Regions from separate parts of the Mus musculus genome. Here region 1 is linked to region 2. The links are chromatin contacts, called in public Micro-C maps. All regions are on one chromosome and are shown on one strand. The core of a region is the stretch at or near the end of the contact, and the rest is flanking DNA. Distances in the headings are between cores, read along the strand shown.

Evidence for each region. A called contact is a pair of places that touch in the nucleus more often than the background predicts.
Region 1: a Micro-C map of embryonic stem cells shows a contact between it and region 2, with 4 times the contacts expected there. A contact is called at or near these places in 3 of 39 promoter capture datasets (embryonic stem cells, hippocampal neurons and stem cell-derived epiblast-like cells), 4 of 484 Hi-C or Micro-C datasets (Sertoli cells and embryonic stem cells), 1 of 130 datasets of targeted methods (embryonic forebrain) and 1 of 9 other capture datasets (embryonic stem cells).

The regions. Positions count from the first base shown.
Region 1 is chr19:25,669,946-25,674,727 of GRCm38.p6, reverse strand. Dmrt2 (doublesex and mab-3 related transcription factor 2) reads right to left here and starts at 2,317. Exons shown (of 4, transcript NM_145831.3): 1 at 1,970-2,317; 2 at 752-1,312. The coding sequence starts at 1,276. 2610016A17Rik (RIKEN cDNA 2610016A17 gene) reads left to right here and starts at 2,489. Exons shown (of 2, transcript NR_045347.1): 1 at 2,489-2,650; 2 at 3,283-3,594.
Region 2 is chr19:24,997,187-25,001,570 of GRCm38.p6, reverse strand. It overlaps Dock8 (dedicator of cytokinesis 8), which reads right to left and starts at 2,042. Exons shown (of 48, transcript NM_028785.3): 1 at 1,868-2,042. The coding sequence starts at 1,920.

The sequences.
Region 1 (4,782 bases), core at 1,068-3,567, 670 kb before region 2:
GTCTGAGAGGAGATTCTGTGAAACCTGCATCACTTCCCCCAAAGCAACAAGAGGAAGTATAAACTCCAGGGTTCAAAAGTCTCTCTAGGAGAAATCCTGACTTCTCACAACAGAACCGCACCGCACCGCACCGCACCGCACCGCACCGCACCGCACCGCACCGCACCGCACCGCACCGCACCGCACCGCACCGCACCGCACCGCACCGCACCGTGGGGACTGCTAAGACCTCTAAGCATTCTCTGGCAGGTCACATAGTCAATAGCCTTGGACTGAGGGGCCCTTAACTCCGCTGTCATATTGGTCTCATCCGGAAAATGGGCATCAAGTTCTGCCTAAGTATCAAGGTGGGGCGACACACAGTGACAGCACCGCGTGCTGCTTCATCCTGACTGGACATCAACCGCTCTGTCAACCACCTTCCTCCCTCCCCAACCACCTGCAAAACTAAACCCGAAAATATTTATTTTTATTGACTTTTCCGCGATGTCCCAAATGGACCTAATTCCTTTGCCTCTCAATGCTTTTTGAATAGGAGACTTTTTCAGCACTTTCTGCATCGAAGGCCACGGCTTTCCCTCCGGAACCCCGCAGGCTAGCGAGACAGTGTCTGAACCTCTCCTGCCAGGCGATCTGAGATCGAGGGTCACTGGGTTGTGTGAGTGGAAGCCCAGCTCCTTGCTGTAAGGGACTCCCTCATCCTGCCTGGGCGCGCACCCTGGAGACCTATCCCCAGCCTGTCGGCACCCACCTCTGTGGCCTGCTGCCTCCGGAGCGCCACCTGGGCGGCCATGACACGCTGGCGCTCCACCACCAGCAGGCAGTTGGCGCACTGGCAGTCCCGCCAGCGACAGAATCGCTTGTGGCCCTTGAGACAGGATACCACGCCGTGGTTGCGGCAGCGTGCGCACTTGGGTGTGCGGCTCAGTTTGCGCGGCTCTGCGCCGCCACCGGCGGTGGCACCGCGCTCAGGGGCGGCGGCGGCGGCTGGCAGCGCCTGAGCAGCAGGCGGTGGCCTGGGTGCCAGTCCCCCGGGCTGCTCTGGCCGGCCTGGCACCTCCGAGGACACGCCGGGCTCCTCGCCGTCACCCTCGTCCTCCACATCTTCATCCTCCTCTTCTTCGTCCTCGTCCTCCTCCCCATCGGCCGCCGCCGGACTGGGTTCCTGCGGCGGCGTGGCCCGCAGTGGAGTCCCACAGCTATCTTCCTCCAGGTCTAGGCTTTCCACGTCGATCTCCCAGTCCCCGACTCCCGGGACTGCCTGCCCTTCCGTCATGACACTAGACTGTCGTTCGGCTCGGTTGCCCGCGCGCTAGGGAGACAGAAAAAGGCCTAAAGACCCGTCGCAATTAGGGACCCTCTCTGAGACTCGGCCCAGAATTTCTGCAAGGCCAGCTTTCCCCCTTGAATTACTCAGTTTTCTTCTACAGGCCACACCCGAGATCCACAGTTCAACGAAGCTTGTATTTTACTAATTCTAAGTGGTCTGTGCACCTGACCTTTAACCTGAGTCCTGTCTGCCTTTCCAGACAAGTCACCCACTGACCTTACTAACTGGCCAGTTTAAGCCACTTGTCAGGCTTTTCCACAGCCAGTTAACATGGCCATGATAAATATAAAAATGTCGAAGGTACAACTATCTTTCCTTTTATTACAAGGGACCTTGAAACCTCGTTTTCCAAATGTCTCTCATTGACCTACACCACCACAAAGACTCTAGAGAGGTCTTCTCGTCCCTCCGGTTCCCCTAAACCGATGCTCTATATAGGACACACACAGGGAGTGGGGGACACAGCCATGAAGCTGAAGAAGCTGGTCTGGTATCAGTAGTGCTTGAGCCGCACAAGGTTGAGGGAACTTGATTTTCATCTTTAAGGCAAGACAACCAGAAACAGAAAGAAGCCGTAGTGAAGAGTCACGCCCCGTGCCCTCCCTGGCTCCCGAGCAGCGGCGACAACACAGCACTCACCAAGAACCAGGCTCAGGCTAGCAACCCAGTTAAAAGAGAGCCAGCTTCAGGATCTGTCCCCCGGAGCTGCAGGCAGTGGGAGCAAACAGAATTGGGTCTGAGAGCAGGAGGCGGGAGCCCACTGGATGGCGACCGGGGGACAGAGGCCGGAGGCGAGTCAAGGCCTCAGCAACCTCACCCCGTACATTCCAAATTCTGCAAAGTTCTGTTCGGTCCTCTGCACCCTGGATCGCCTCACTTCACTTCCCACTTCTGGTCCAAAGAGGACGGAAAAGGTCCGGCCCGGACCCAGGACTCCGCCTCAGGCGCACCCTGCTTGCTTTCGGCGCAGAGACACTCACTGCAGTCGGGGACCTGAGCTCCCCTTCCTAGTATTATCCACCACCCACCCCCACCCCGAGCTCTGCGTCCTCTGATTGGTTGGTTTTCAGGCGGTGTGCACGCCGATTGGCCGGAGCACTAGGGCTGAGCGCCCTCCTCCTCAGCCCAGTGGAAGCTTCCCTTTAGCGCTACTGCGCCGCCGGAGTCCACCCGCCAGCCTTCGCTGCAGCCGGGTCCCTGATCCAGAAGCTAAACCTAAAAATGTGGGCAGTGGTTGCGGCGGAGCAGTCGCCTTTTATCTCGCCGACTAGAGAACAAGCTGATTCTCGTACTCTTATACATCGCGTTGTTCTCGAGAAGGTAACTAAGGGGTAGAGATCAGAAAGGTTAGCGTTGATTTCTATCGATGATATCATAATCTCCGGTGTTTAACCATCGACCGGCAGTTGGGCCGAGAGAAGAGGCCACTCTAAAGTGGGCACTCTGGCATCCTTCTCTCCGCACGAACAAGTCCATGTTTATCTTGCTGGTCAGCGCCCAGATGTCTTACAAATATCTGTAGTTTGTGGATAACTCCGAGGTGCAAAGCAGTTCCTTACTTCCATAGAGCTTGCGAGGCAGGTGGCAGCAACGACTACAGCCCATCTACGGTTTCCTGTTATCAGTGGATAGCACAGTCCATTCTGGGAGCAAATAGAAATAAACCACGCCATTAGCAATTTTAGATACAAAAAAATATTCAATCTAAGCAAGCATTTATACAAAAACTTTTAAAACGTAGCAGCCTTTTAGCATGTGTGAATGAGTGATTATCAAGAAAACTAACTTTCTTCTCTCTCTCTCTCTCTCTTTCTCTCTCTCTCAAAATACCCTTCACAAAAATGTTTGAAACAAAGTCAAATTTCCCACGAATAATAGAGAAGTCCTTTAAGCAACGCGACAGTCTATTACCTTAAGCTAAATTTAAAAATCCCATCGATGCTTCTTTAAAGGGTTCTCCTTAAGATCCAGCCCTCCGCAGGAAGAGCGGGTTAGAAAACACATCAGAAAACAGGTTGTCGATTTCCTGGGCACGCGCTACAGTGGCGATGGATATCTGTTGATGGGAGAAAATTTCGGAGCTGATTCTTTTCCTCTAATCCGAACCTGTCAGAAAATTCCAAGTCAACCAAGCTCGCCTAAGTGAGAACAAAGACCAGCTGCCTGCCTGCCTGCCTCCCTGCCGGAAGCGCAGGTATTCTCAGGCCCTTGTGAGGTTGAACGCTTCCTAATATCCAGTTAATGTATAAAGATGACTTTCTATATGTTCCTGTAGATTTTTTTCTTTCAGTGTCTCTGGGGGCCTTGAGGGGCGACTTGTTAGCTTCAAGGCTCCCCACTGAGGCAGCGGGGGAACTAATCCTTGGTACCGGTTCCTCAGCACCCCCTAGTTTCCTCATTTGTGGTCTTCCTTATCTAACTTAACTCGCCTAATTTTTTTTCTAACCTGGGTGGGTGCGTTTAAGTTCTTGACTACAGTAGAAACGTGTTTTCTAACCTTCGTTTTCTCCAGTGATGAAAGTGAGGAGTCCTGAAATTCCCATTGTCCTTCGGGAAAGCTGGGGACCTGGTCAAGAACCTTGGACCAGGATAGCCCTCTGCCCTGAAGGGACAGAGTGAGGAGTCCTCGGCTCTCAGCCGGAAATGGTCGCAGCTGGTTTGCCACGGCCTCTTGGTTATTTGTTGTTCTTGTTGTGGTTGCTTTGTTTTTGTTTTCGTAGCTCCCTAGCTGTCTTGCAACCCTTCAGATGTTAGCACTTGGAGTTAGGGTTAGAGCCTCCATGACAGGATTAGGCACTGGTCTTTTGTGTGTTGTTTTGTTTTTGTCAAATCATGCTGAGTTTTCTTCCACGAGAGCAACACCGAGACACACACACACACACACACACACACACACACACACACAGGAGACAGTCTTCTACCTTTGCAAACAGGCAGTCTGTGCGCATCTGCCCTCCGATTGAAAATGAACTATAACTCCACCACTCTACCCTGCCAGATCATGTGGATAACGGGCTAGGTTTTTATTCATGGCTTGTATAGCCCCTAAGAAGATAGAAGATAATTAGCCCTTCGCAAGTAATTTTAAATATTAACAAAGTTGAGAAAATGGGTTCGCTTGCTACCAGATGGCAGAGAGTAGAGCCGGGAGGGGAGCTTGTGAGTAGCTGTTTCCTGAACTGAAAGTAAACAGGACTAGGGAGCCCAGGAGCCTTTGTACTGGGCCAAACTTTAAACATCACTTGAGGAGGAGACAAATAACATTCCTGTGTATGAACCAGTCAGATGAGGCCAAAACAGGGAAATGGGGTTTGGGGATAGGGAGCCCTAAGACAGGGGACTAGCCCTTGGGAGTGTTATAGGGCAAAGACCAGGCTCTCTATGGTGGGCAGACTAGAAAAGGGGTGCTGAAGAGCCAGCCTACAGGCTTAGCTAGACCTCTAGCAGGTGGA
Region 2 (4,384 bases), core at 793-3,292:
TGAAGTATCATCTCAGATTTGATGATATTAGAGATGGCATTGACCACGACGAAGCTAGCGGTACTGATGTGTCAGCTAGCAGCTATTTAACATTCATTCTGAGCCAGGCATCATAAGCACGCTGTCTCTACTCTACTCAGTCCTCCTAACAGTCAGAAGAGGGAAAAACTAGGGTTCGGATACTAGTTATTCCCACTGACACAAAAGCCGGTACACAGTTGCAACCCTGGCAATCAGAAAGTTGAAGCAGGTCAAGTGCTCGGAGTTCAAGGCCAGTTTGTGAAACAAAGTGAGAGACCTTGGAGAGACAGAAAGAAGGGGAGGAGGGAGGAGACCAAACATGAGAAAAATATAAAATGTGTATGCCCAATGGGATATACTTAGTTTGCAGCAAAACTTTGTAAGGAAATTTGAATGTAGCCTGGCTCTTGGTTTTCCTAACACTGTTTTGCTTGGGTGGTTGCTTCTGTTTTGTTTCCTTGTTGCAAGGTCTCTGTATGCAGCCTAGACTGGCATCCAGCTTGTGATTGTCTTGTCTCAGCCTCCTGAGGGCTGGGATGATGGGTAAGTCCACCACTTCTGGCTAAGGACTTTAATCCTCCACCCTTGGGTTATACCAACCCCGAAGCTCCTTGCAAGAGCGTCTCCAGGCTTGCATTAGGTCCCAGACAGTCACTTCAGATCAGTCTCACCCCTCCTGAATCCCTAACAGCTTCCTGCCCTTGTTCCTTGTTTCCTGGCTTTTTTTCTTTCTCATGACAGGGACAAAGAGAGGAGAAGCGGGGAAGGCAATGATGACAGCCATCAAAACTTCCTATGCCCCTACGGCCCCACTGCAGCCAGGACAGCCTGATGAGGGGAAAGGCTCCGATAGGAAGACTGAATTATGATATAGTTACCCTTTAGCATTTGTATACAGTCCACATTAATAATTAAACTAATTGGACAGATGAAATAGTGAAGGAAGTGAAAGGTCTTGCTCACAACTGCACAGGGAAACTCCACTGGCCCTCTGTGGTCCTTACCGCTCACTATTCAAGGATGGTGATTCCTAGTGACTCCAGCTTCACTCACTAGCAGCCCAAAGATGAATTACTGTGGGCCAGCGTCCCACATGCAAAAACAAACAAACAAGAACAAGAAAAAAACACCAACCCTGGAAGTCCTCCAGAGCGCTGCCCTTCCACATTATCTTTTAGCCAGGCAGTCTAGATTTCCCAGGTCAAGGCAAAAATGCCCCCTTGAATACTTGTCAGCAGTTTTCAGTGGAGGAAACGCCGCCGCTTGAGTCTACCGAGAACTTTATGAGTAGTCAACTCACAGAGATGTGGCGTGTGCAGCTCTGTTTATAAATTGGAAATCCCTGTGTTCTTCACTTTTCTAGAGTGCTAGAAATCTTTAAACGTCAGCTACAGCTCATTCCCTTTCGCTTATTTAAAGGAGGAATTTTTTTAAAATCATTTTTTCCACTTCATGGTTGGCTCCTTTTGGACCAAGGTATAAAAATAGCGCTGCCATCCAAAGCCAAGATGTTTTTTGGAAAGAGGGGGTTGAAAGAGCCCTAACCCTGGACCACGGACCGATCTGCTTCAAAGCAGGGCTGATTTTCAGCCACTTAGCTTCTTTCCGCTGTCTCCCGACTGGAAGGAAGGCGCAATTTGTTAAGCCAAGTTCGGGCGCGCGACCCCGCGCTCCGGGTCGGGCCACCTGTCTCAGAACAGCGAGGGCGGCGGGAGCCACGCCGGGTTGGGGAGGTGGCGCAAGACGCTGGTCCGGACAGCAGCGCGGGTGACAAGAGGACGAGAATGAGTCGCCACGGGGACCGGCGCGCCCCGCCGCGGACTGGCCAGGAACCGCGCCGTCTTACCTGTTGATCTTGAGCGCGAAGGCGCGGCGCTCGGCGCTCGGCAGCGTGGCCATGGCGCGCGCGCGCGGTTCCACGGCTTCGGGGCTCGCGGGGCTGCGGGGGGACGGGACCCGAACGCACAGCCGCTGCAGAGCCCGGCGCGCCCGGCGCCAGCCTCATCTGTCAGCCGCGCCGCGGAAACTTCCGCATTTCCACCTTGGCCGCGCAGCTCCCGGGGGGAGGGCTCTGCTCCCTCCGCCGCCCGCGGCGCCGCCCGGCCTGGCACGCACCGAGCGCTTGGCGAGGGCGTGGACGCCGCGCCGAGCCGCGCTCCGGATACTCAGAGTCGCCGGCCGCAGGCGCGCGTTTCCCCCGCCGCTGACCCGGGACCGACGGGCACGGTGGCTGCGGAGCGCGGACCGCGAGAGCTGGCCGGAAACGCCGGCGGCCGGAGCCGGAGGGCGACTGGGGCAGTGAGCGCTGGATCCAGAAGCAGCCAGCGGGGTCTGGAGGGGCCACCCGGTGGATTGACGCCATTCCTGGGAACATTTCTTTTTAAGGCAGCCTCTTAGGACATCAGTCGACTTTTTCCCAGCCGAAGGCGCACTGTCATTCATGGGACACTTTATTATAATGGCTGCATCCCACGAGTAAATATTAGGAGCTATATGACTTTTCATTTTAGAACCTGAGGGAATACACAGCATTGAGATTGACCGGTATCTCAACAGAGTTCTGTTTTACATGGAGAAACCTGACCAGACCACAAAGGAGAAATCTGGAGAAATAAAAATAAAAATAATCCCCAAAGGATGAGCGTGGAAAAGACTGTGCCTATTTCAAGTAATATATTTGGTCCAAGTTGTGTTGTATGAACTCCGTGTGTTTCCACTTGTCAACTTGCCTTCGGAAACACGAAAGGGCTATATTTTTGGCTCAAAGCTGCAGAGTCTAGATATGGAAGCCACAAGCCACATGTGGCCGTTGGCCACTTGAATTTTTGGTTAGTCTAAAGTGAGATGGGTTGGAAAATAAATACACACTGGGTTTCCAAGACAGTACAGAAAAAAAATAAGGCAAAATGTCTTAATTTTTGTATTGATTGCATGTTAAAAACAATCCTTTGGAAGCTGTTAAGTTAAGAAACATATTATTAAAGATAATTTCACCTGTTTGTTTTTCCCTGTATTAAAATGTGGCTCCCATTAAGAAGATGTAAAAATTACTTCCTTAGCTCACATTTGCTGGCACATTGAGTTCTTACTGAACAACACTGGTCCACTACAACTTAATTTGTAACCTAATACTAAAATACTGGCCGACCATATGCTATTTATTCTTGGCAGCCTTCTTCCTCTGCTTCTGGGTAGGTAGTTGAGCAAACCTTCAGAGCTGGTTAGGTAACTCTCCCCCTCCCTCATACCAATGCCTTTAAACATAAAAGACAATGTGTACAACATAACAATACAGAGACTCTAAGTACAGACCGACAGAAAACACGACTTTAATAAACGAGGCCAACTATTCCTTGTAATCCAAACCTGTAATCTCCACTACTCAGAAAGCTGAGGCAAGAAAGAGGATCACAAATTCAAGGTCTGCCTGTGCTACAAAGCAACTGCAAGGCCTAACATTCTCAAGGGCCTGGATTCATTCCCAGGGTCAATTTTCTAGAAGGCTTAAAAATATATATCTGTTGTTTCTAACTTCCAAAGGTCTCCTAAAGATATTTACTACAATGGGATTTATGGGGAAATACTTGGATAGAAAAATATTAAAAGAATAATTGTGTGTGTGTGTGTATCTTCATTCTGTGAACAATAAGTAACCCATTGAAACATTTTTACCAGAGCCTTTAGTCCACGTACAGGTGGGCTTGTCTTGGGTTTCTAAATGTTCATGGCATGCACTTTCATACAAATCAAAAATATACTTGGTTCCACATAAACCCAAGTAAAATGTAATGAGGTTATCTTAAATGGCTCAGATATTTCCATTAGGGAAACTTTTTTGAGCCGGTCAGGAGTATATCATGGCACCTCACACCTTGCCTCACATTATACTATATTCAATGTATAATATCTGACTGTGGAGCTGAGCTTAATCTAATTACCGTTATCCATGTTGTCATTTTATGCTTAGAAATACCTTCACATTCCCTTAACAGTCACTGAGATCATCAAGAATGTTATCTATGGAGCTAGCCATAGCTTTATCTGCTCTCTAACGAATTCACGGTTCACCAGCAAACCTCAGGAGTGGCCATCCTAACGTCTCCTCTCTGCATGTTCACTGTCTCTGCAGTTCCCTATACTCGAGCTTCTCTCTTTATTCCTCCAGGCAGAGCTAACTGCAAGGCTTCCCTTCCTCATTTGCTGGCCTCTCTGGCCCTTCCTCCTTCTCTTTAGCCTTGTGTCATTCAACTTTGTTTCCCTTTTCACAAAACCTTGCTCTTGACTTCTGCAACCAGCCATCCCTGCATCAATTATCTTAACTTCTCATTTAGGTTTCCCCAAACTTTATTTTTCTGTAAATTGC